2 separate regions of the Callithrix jacchus genome follow, and region 2 is linked to region 1. A link is a contact called in public Hi-C data. All regions are on one chromosome and are shown on one strand. The core of a region is the stretch at or near the end of the contact, and the rest is flanking DNA. Distances in the headings are between cores, read along the strand shown. Region 1 has its middle 27 kb from the start of SPRING1. Region 2 holds the start of HRK (harakiri, BCL2 interacting protein).

Region 1 (3,815 bases), core at 540-3,039:
AACAATGAGGGGATGATCAAAACGTGCAAGGCAACGCGCTGCCCCTGACCCTGCTGGCACCTTGAGAGCTCCAGTTACTCAGATTGGCATCTGCAGGTGGCTCCTGAGGTCACGGTGTAAGCTTGTGCTCAAATTAGCTCACTTCAGCCCAGGAGTTCAAGACCAGCCTGAGCAACATAGCGAGACCCTCCCATCTCTACTAAAAATATTACATTAGCTGAGTGTAACGGTGTGTTCCTGTAGTCCCAGCTACTCAGGAGGCTGAGATGAGAGGGTCACTTGAGCCTGGGAGGTTGAGGCTGCAGTGAGCCAAGATCGTGCCATTGCACTCCAGCCTGGGCAACACAGCAAGACTCTCTCTCTCTTTCTCTCTCTCTCTCTCTCACACACACACACACACACAGAGAGAGAGAGAGAGAGAGAGAGAGAGAGAGAGAGAGAGAGAGAGAGAGAGAGAGAAAATGCACGTCTCAGAAGATGGGGGTGAGATGTTGCACATGCAGAGTGGCACGTGGCAAGTGCTTCATAAATGTTTTTCTTTGTCTGGGTATGAATGGTTAAGAGGCCTATCCCAGTTTTTGCAGTGGTGGAGGGTGCAGGAAGAAGAAAGGGGCAGCTATGGGTATTTATTTAGGCCGTGGGTCTCCTCGGCACCAGCAGCATGCCCACTGCCCTCTTCTGCAAGGACTACTTTCCTGAGTCCTGTTCACAAAATTGCCAGGACCCGGGAAAGAGTCCTGATTTGTCATCACCACCAGATGGTTCTCCATCTATAGAAACAGCTTCATTGTTTTCGGGAGAGAGAGCTCCACGCAGGCACAGGGCCCATCATCTTTAGACAAGGATCACACTGAGGACAGAAAACCTATGGCATTGGTGCCACCAAGTGGCACAGAAAGCAATTGTCAGCGTCTGTGCACCGGCACTGCCTTGTGCTCCACTTTCCGTCTCTCCATCTTCTTCTCCTTTGCTGGAAATCACACCCACAAGGGTCATTTGACTACACTGCAGTCCTTCAAGGTCTGAAAGGGCTGCAGTGAGAAGAAAGGGCTTTACGATCACATCTGACTCGGCTCCGTCGTTCCTCCTGTGCTAAATCAGGTCAATGAGCTGATTTGTGTCAAATAAATTAGCCCAGCCGGCTGCTAAGCTGCTCCAAGCCTATCTGTCTCGGGCTTCCAGGTTGGCATTTAGCAGGCTGCAGGCACAGCCCAGGCAGGCACGGATGCCATGGATGGAGCTTGAGGAGCACGCCCTGAAGTGCTGCCCAGATGCAAACCTCCCAGGAAAAACTGAGTCCAGCACATGCCTAGGGAAGACAGCACAGCAGATTCCGGCTCCAGACATCCTGCTGCAGACGCCACGGAGGGTTTAGGAACGTCTTTACAAACTGAAGTCCTTCATACCCTTGAAAACCACCATGTAGACCAGCAGCTTGACAGGGCGGAGTTGGTGCTGAGGGACATGTGTACCGCCTTGAGCTCAAATAATCTTACAACACCAGGTAGCCAGTAAGACAGTCCACAGATCCTTCCCCAGCCTTTTTATGTTTTGCATTTCTGCATTTAGCGATTCACTAAAATAAACGATGGGCTCAGGAGATCTGGAGTGCTGTTTTCCCGATCTGTCTCTCTGCGCTCCCTCAGGAAAGTTGGAGTCACGCCGAGAGACGCCCTGCCGTGACAGGCTCCTTCAGCATCCCTAATACAGGTCAACTCCGGCTTCGGCAAATGCCTGTAATTTATTTGTGCGGAACAAAAAGACTTCTTTCCCCACTGCATAAAATCAGACACGGAAAAACCAGGCAGCAGGGCAAAGCTAAACTCCTGGGCAATTACGAGAGGGTTTTAACCTCTAACTGGGCTTCAATCTCCCAGGCAGGATGATAGAAGTGGAAAGTGCCCTTCCCTGCTCTGCAAATGAATTCGCCATCATTGGATTAAATCAATCCAACAGGAGCTAATTATTTTAAAATAATATGGACAGCAGGGTCCTATCTTTATTTACATACAAATACAAAATCCACATTTATATACAAAATACAGGCAAAACTCTCCAACGGAACTTTAATTAGTGGTTATCTCTAGGGGCTGGGAATCTAATTTGGCACAATTTAATTTCTTTGTAAGTTCGTACATTTGAAGGTTTCTGCCTGGTAATCACAAAAGCAGGGAAAGGAAAAGCTTTTACTGAGCAATGCCTGTAGAAGCCCTGCTTGGGAGATCCAAGATGCTCTGTGTATCTCAGGTTAAGCACACCTAAATAATTCAGCAGCGCATTAAGGCTCAGAAACGTAGCACAGTTCTGTGCTGCTCTGCCAAAAGGCAGCTATTTTTATGACAGAAAACACAGCAGCTGTTTTCGCAGGTGCAGGGCAGTAATATATGGGAAGTTGGTCCCAGCAGAGAAGGATATGGTGTCTCTTTAAAATTGGAGGAGGAAGAGGCAGAAAATGGTGAGCCCCAGTTGAAATCTGCAAGAGAGGAGGAAGCCCAGGTCTGGGGAAAAACAGGCACCAGATGGCTGGGCTACATTTGCCCTGTGAAAATCAAAGCCTGGGACCTAGCTGTGGGGAGACATGGGCTCTGGTCTTGCTTTAGCAGGCGGGGGACTTCACTTGTCACAAAAATTGGAATTTGGATCTGCAGGATAAGCCAGCAATCACCCTTAACTGACAAATGAGGAAACCAAAGCCAGAGAGGTTAATTTACTCAAGGTCATTAAGATCAGTGCTCTGGGCTCAAGCAATCCTCCCATCTTGGCCTCCCAAAGTACTGGGACTGCAGGTGTGAGCCACCACATCCAGCTGCCAACACCACTTTTGATTTTGGGATAATCGGGGTGCGCAGTGATCAGAAGCTTAACTACCCCACGTTGCATTAAGAAAAAGACATGAATTTCAAAATTCCAATAATTAACTCCCCTATCAAAAACTCTGGAAGTGCTAATAAACCATACATTTCTAGTAGTGATGTCTTGGTCCCTCTGGTCTCATAGAATGTGCAGTCCTGAGAAAATATACATCTGGAGTCTTGGTAAAATATTTGAATATTTAACTGCTTTGCTCACGGGTTGTAACTGGCAAGTGGTTTTCTTCACTACAATATGAAAGGCTGCACTTCGATTTTACAGACAGTCCAGCAGTTCAACTCCAGCATCAAGAACTAATTGAGTCGTACCTAGGCAGGTCACTGAGGAGGTTCTGGAGAGTTGGTCTGTATACTCGTCACCACTTGGCTCCCAGCTCAGGTGCAGACCAGCGTCAACCACTTGCTCCACTTTGCTCTGTGACAGCGGACTGGATGAGGCGTGTCGCAGATACATGCTCAAAGCAGGAATGCCTCCACACAAAACTACACTCATGCGGTGACCACATGCAAAAGGTCACACGCTGGAAGAGCCTTGCCCAAAAAGCAATAGACTCACATGCCAGAGGTGGGGAAAGCTTCTCACAGTCCCACCGTCGTGTTTCTATTGCTCCTATTCACTTATATGATACGTTTTTCATAGAAGAACTAACTTTCTAGATAGAATCTGTAATAACAGGCCCACATTTCTTCCCCAACCCCCACCTTCGAAGTCACTCCATTCAAAGAACTGCTGGCGAGGTCCTGGGGAGAGCCAATCTGTCATGGAGGGGAAGTGTTTCTACCCCTCCAGATCCTCCTGCAGACAGGAGGGTGTCTGCATTTGGTGGAGTCCAAGAGTGTGGTGAGGATGCAGTGGCGGGCGAGTAATAATGCCATTCCTGAAGGCAGCTCTGGGCTGGTAGAGACCTGTGAGGAAGTAACATGTCCTGTGGGGATTTCAGGGTA
Region 2 (3,815 bases), core at 704-3,203, 170 kb after region 1:
CGTTCCTGGGATTGGGCAGCCTCAGCCTGGCCCCATTCAGTCGCGGGAGCCCCCGGCCTCTCCAACTGGAGGAGGAAGAAGGCGGAGAGTAGTGGAAGGGACCCCCGGCGCCCGGGAGCCCTGCGGAGTGCGCCCCGAAGCGCTCACTTCTCTTCGTCAGCGCCCAGGCTGGGCGGGCCCACGCGACATCTGTCGCCTGCGGTCCCGGCTCACACCCCGTGCACCCCCGCAGCTCCCTGGGCGCTGCCACCCCCCACGCTCCGGCTGCCGCCTTTCCCGGCGGGCGCAGGCGCTAGGGCCTCGCCTTCAGGCGCCGCTCCAGCTTCCCAGGGTGTCTGCGGTGCGAGGCGGGGCTCGGCGGTGGGGACCCAAGGGCGGCTGGCTATATCACCTTCGATCTTCACCTTCCGGCCCTAGACCCATCTATGGTGGACTCAGCTTGATTCTCTCCACCTTCATTTTCTGCAACGCTCCTCGCTACTCCAGGATCCAGAGTAGTAAGGCGATGCTTACACTGTGTGCTTCCTCAAAGCGCCTAGCACAGTGCCAGACGCACAGCTATGGCACAATAATTTCCCCCCAAGAGCCTATAACCTTCCTCCCACTGATACCAACCACACTAGGCGCTCAAGGCCCACGTCCAGTCCTAAGCTCTCAAAACATCACTTCCCTAAACAGTGCCCAGCACCCAGAAGGAGCTCAGTAAATGTTCCTTCCTTAAGGCTTCCCATTGGAGTTTCCCCAAAAGCCTCCTATTCCAACCCACTGCGAGGGCGTCTCCTTCCCAACGCAGCTACAACCGTCTGAGGAGAAGGAGGCCAAATTCCTTAAACAGGACAACTCACTGGCGAAGGAGCGAAGTTGGCAGGGCAGAGGAAATTTGCAAATGCGCGGGGCTTGGGGTCGAAGATTGGGCCAGCCGGAAACAAGGAGGACGAAGTCTCGAGATGCGATTGGGGTGGCAGAGAATGGGGATCAGAGATTGGGGAAGTGACACTTAGGGAGAAGAGGTGGGAGCAAAGGTGAGGGAGACGGTGGCGACTCAGGAACGGCAAGAGGCTTGAAGGGGACAGGGGACCTTTCTTAAAACTGCGACAGATTATAAGTATTTGGCGTAGCTTTCAGCTACATTCTCATCGCAAGCACACTTTTTACTTGCATTGTGTGTTTATTTGTGGGGCTGGTGGGGATTATGGAGGCTGAAGTCCTCCGCAAGCCAACCAGCTCTAAGGGAGAAAGTAGCAAGATGCGCTTAAGGACTCGGAGAGATGGGGGCAGAAACGGTGGACCTGACACTTGGAAGGAAAGACGGGGGCTGGGCAGAAGAGCTGGCCGGGGGTGCTTGCAAGAGAAGAGAACAGAGGAAGAAGGGAAAGGGAAGAGAAGAAAGCCAAACTTGCCACTCTCCCGCTCCCGGGCCAGCCCAGCGCCTCCAGTGCCCAGCTGCCGCGCCCTGGCTCTCGCTCGCTCGCTCGCTCGCTCGCGTACCTGTTGCTCGCTCCGGCTGGGTCTCGGCTCCGGCCCCACCAAGAAGCCCCGCGTTCCTACAAGTTCCGCCTGCCGAGCAGCCAGGCCGCCAGCGCCGCCACCTGCGCGGCCGCGCACAGCCAGGGCCAGTAGGTGGGGAGCGCGCCGGGCGCCGGCGCCCTCCGGCTCCGCGCGCGGCGCCGCCACATGGTGCGCTGGTGCAGCTCGTCGCCGAGCGCCTTGAGCCGGGCGGCGGTGAGCTGCGCGGCGGACGAGCGCAGCCCCAGGCGACCCGCGCTGCAGGCGCAAACGGCCGGGGGGCCGCGGCCGCGGTGCAGGGGGCACGGGCACATGACCGCTGGCCTCGCTCCCGCCCCGCGCTCGGGCCGCCCCTCGCCTCCTCTCCCTCCGGCCTCTGCGCCCGCCGCCGCCGCGCTCCAGCCGCCGGGGGCCTCCCCTGGACACCAAGTTTCTCCTTGTGTTGTGCGTTTGTTGTGCTGACAGCGCTATTATTAATTAAAGTGTCACATGGTGGAGGGGGGCGGGGAGGGGGGTTACATCATCCGGCCCCCGGGGGTGGGGGGGGCTGCAGGCAGAAGAAACCGAGAGGTAACTTTTAACCCTAGCGGCGCCGGCAGCGAGGGGCGCGCGGTTTGGGAGACGGGGTAGGGCGGCGCGCGGCTACGCGAGAAGGCGCCCCGCGACGGAGGTCCCGGGCTTTGAGGGTCTTGGGGGACCCCCGCGGAAGCGAGGGAAGGTTGTTCTCCTTCCCCTTTTCCTGAATTCAGCTCGAGTTCCGATTTGGCGAAGGAAGCAGCCTTGTTTGCCGTTTTGGAAGAAGCTGATACTGAATTCGGCTGCCTGATTCAAAAATATTCCGAGGCTGTTTTGTTTGGGGGAAGTGGGTGGATTCAAAATCTTGTGGAAGGGCCAGATTACACCTAACTTGCCTCGTTTCAGGTCTGACTGGGCACCTGTAGGCTTTCAGCCTGATCCTAACGCGCCCCCAGCGCCCGGCTAGAAACCCTGACGTAGGCGCAGTGGGAGGTTGGAGGGGTCGGTCCTGAGCTCACGTGGGGCGCGGACAGAGGCTTTCTCACCGCCCAGTACCTGCACCCAAAGGGCCCTCACAAGGGCCTTTCTAAAGGGAAACTTCTTGTCTGCTTTCTTTGTGAACGTTATTTTCTTGATGGGGTTACAGTTTTCTGCGACGATCCCGATTTATGCGCAGTAGAGACCCTAAGGGGTCAGCGAGAGGAGGGGTGCGGGGGACTTTAATTCCCCCTTTTCCAACCCGACAGCCGCTCCTGTGCACCTCCAGACTGGAGAGTCTGGAGTTGTCACAGCCAGTGAAGGTTCAGATGGGTGGGGCGGCTCTCAGGATTCTTCAGGGGAGAATGAAACCTGCGATATTAAATCCACTGGAATTCAGGCAACTTTGGGATTCAGACGATCGGGATGAGTCCAGAGGTGGCTCGAAGGTGGGAGTCTGGAAGCTGCTGAGGGAGCTTCCATTCTTTCCTTCCCACCGCAGAGTATAACCATGATTCTCCAATCCTGTGAACTTAGTTTTGGTCTGAATTGATCAGGAGGAGAAATGTCTGCTTTGGCCTGCAGCGCGGTGAAATGACAACAAAGTCAGGACTCAGGGCCCACACCTCCATATGATCCTGGTGGCCCTTTCCCTCACCTGGCTCCAATTCTCCTAGGCTTCTTAATGGCCAAGATTTCCATGTCTGGCATCTGTAGGCTTTGGGCGCCCTTGCCTCTGCTGCCTAAAGGTAAATCTCCCAACAATTCTATGAGCAATTACTATAATATTTCAAAGATGAGGAAGCTGAGGCATAGGTAGATAAGGCCTCTTGCCTAAGCTCACAGAGTAGCTAAGAATGAAACCTGCATGTGAATTAGGGCAGTATGCCGCAGGCTCTAAGCTCTTAACCACGGTTTTATACTGCCCCCTGTAATCTGGGAATAATAATACCTCCAACCCAGGACTGGGGCAGAGATTAAATGAGAGAAATGTGTGCCAAGCACCTGGCACGCAGTGGGCCCTGGATGAACCTTGGTTCCCTTTGCTTCTGGCCAGAACTGCTTCCCATTCTCCTGGGACTCACCTCCTTAATCCCCCCCTAGTCTCTGCAGAGGGGACCTGATCCATTGCCCGGGTGTAGCGTTCCAAGAATGAAGACACAGTGTCTATTTAAAAAGCCCTTTGGATTTAAATCGAACAATTCCCTCCCCCCTCTTTTTAATCTGCACGCTTTTAACGGCTCACTTCATGGACATTAATTTTAATGGGACGATTATTACCCTGTTTGGAAGCCTGCCCCTTGAAATGCTGGGCT

Evidence for each region. Hi-C and Micro-C count contacts between places; a contact is called where the count stands out from the background.
Region 2: a Hi-C map of induced pluripotent stem cells shows a contact between it and region 1, with 2.2 times the contacts expected there. The contact joins the promoter of HRK here to the enhancer-like site in region 1. A contact is called at or near these places in 2 of 3 Hi-C or Micro-C datasets (induced pluripotent stem cells and skeletal muscle).

Annotation. Positions count from the first base shown.
Region 1 is chr9:119,751,027-119,754,841 of calJac240_pri, forward strand. No RefSeq gene overlaps it. Among named protein-coding and RNA genes, the nearest start is that of SPRING1, 27 kb to the right of the region's middle. Within about 2 kb of position 1,790, at least 4 of the 16 cell types and tissues checked have an H3K27ac peak or open chromatin away from gene starts, as enhancers often do.
Region 2 is chr9:119,916,066-119,919,880 of calJac240_pri, forward strand. It overlaps HRK (harakiri, BCL2 interacting protein), which reads right to left and starts at 1,954. Exons shown (of 2, transcript XM_009004742.5): 1 at 1,489-1,954. The coding sequence starts at 1,820. The coding sequence ends at 1,545.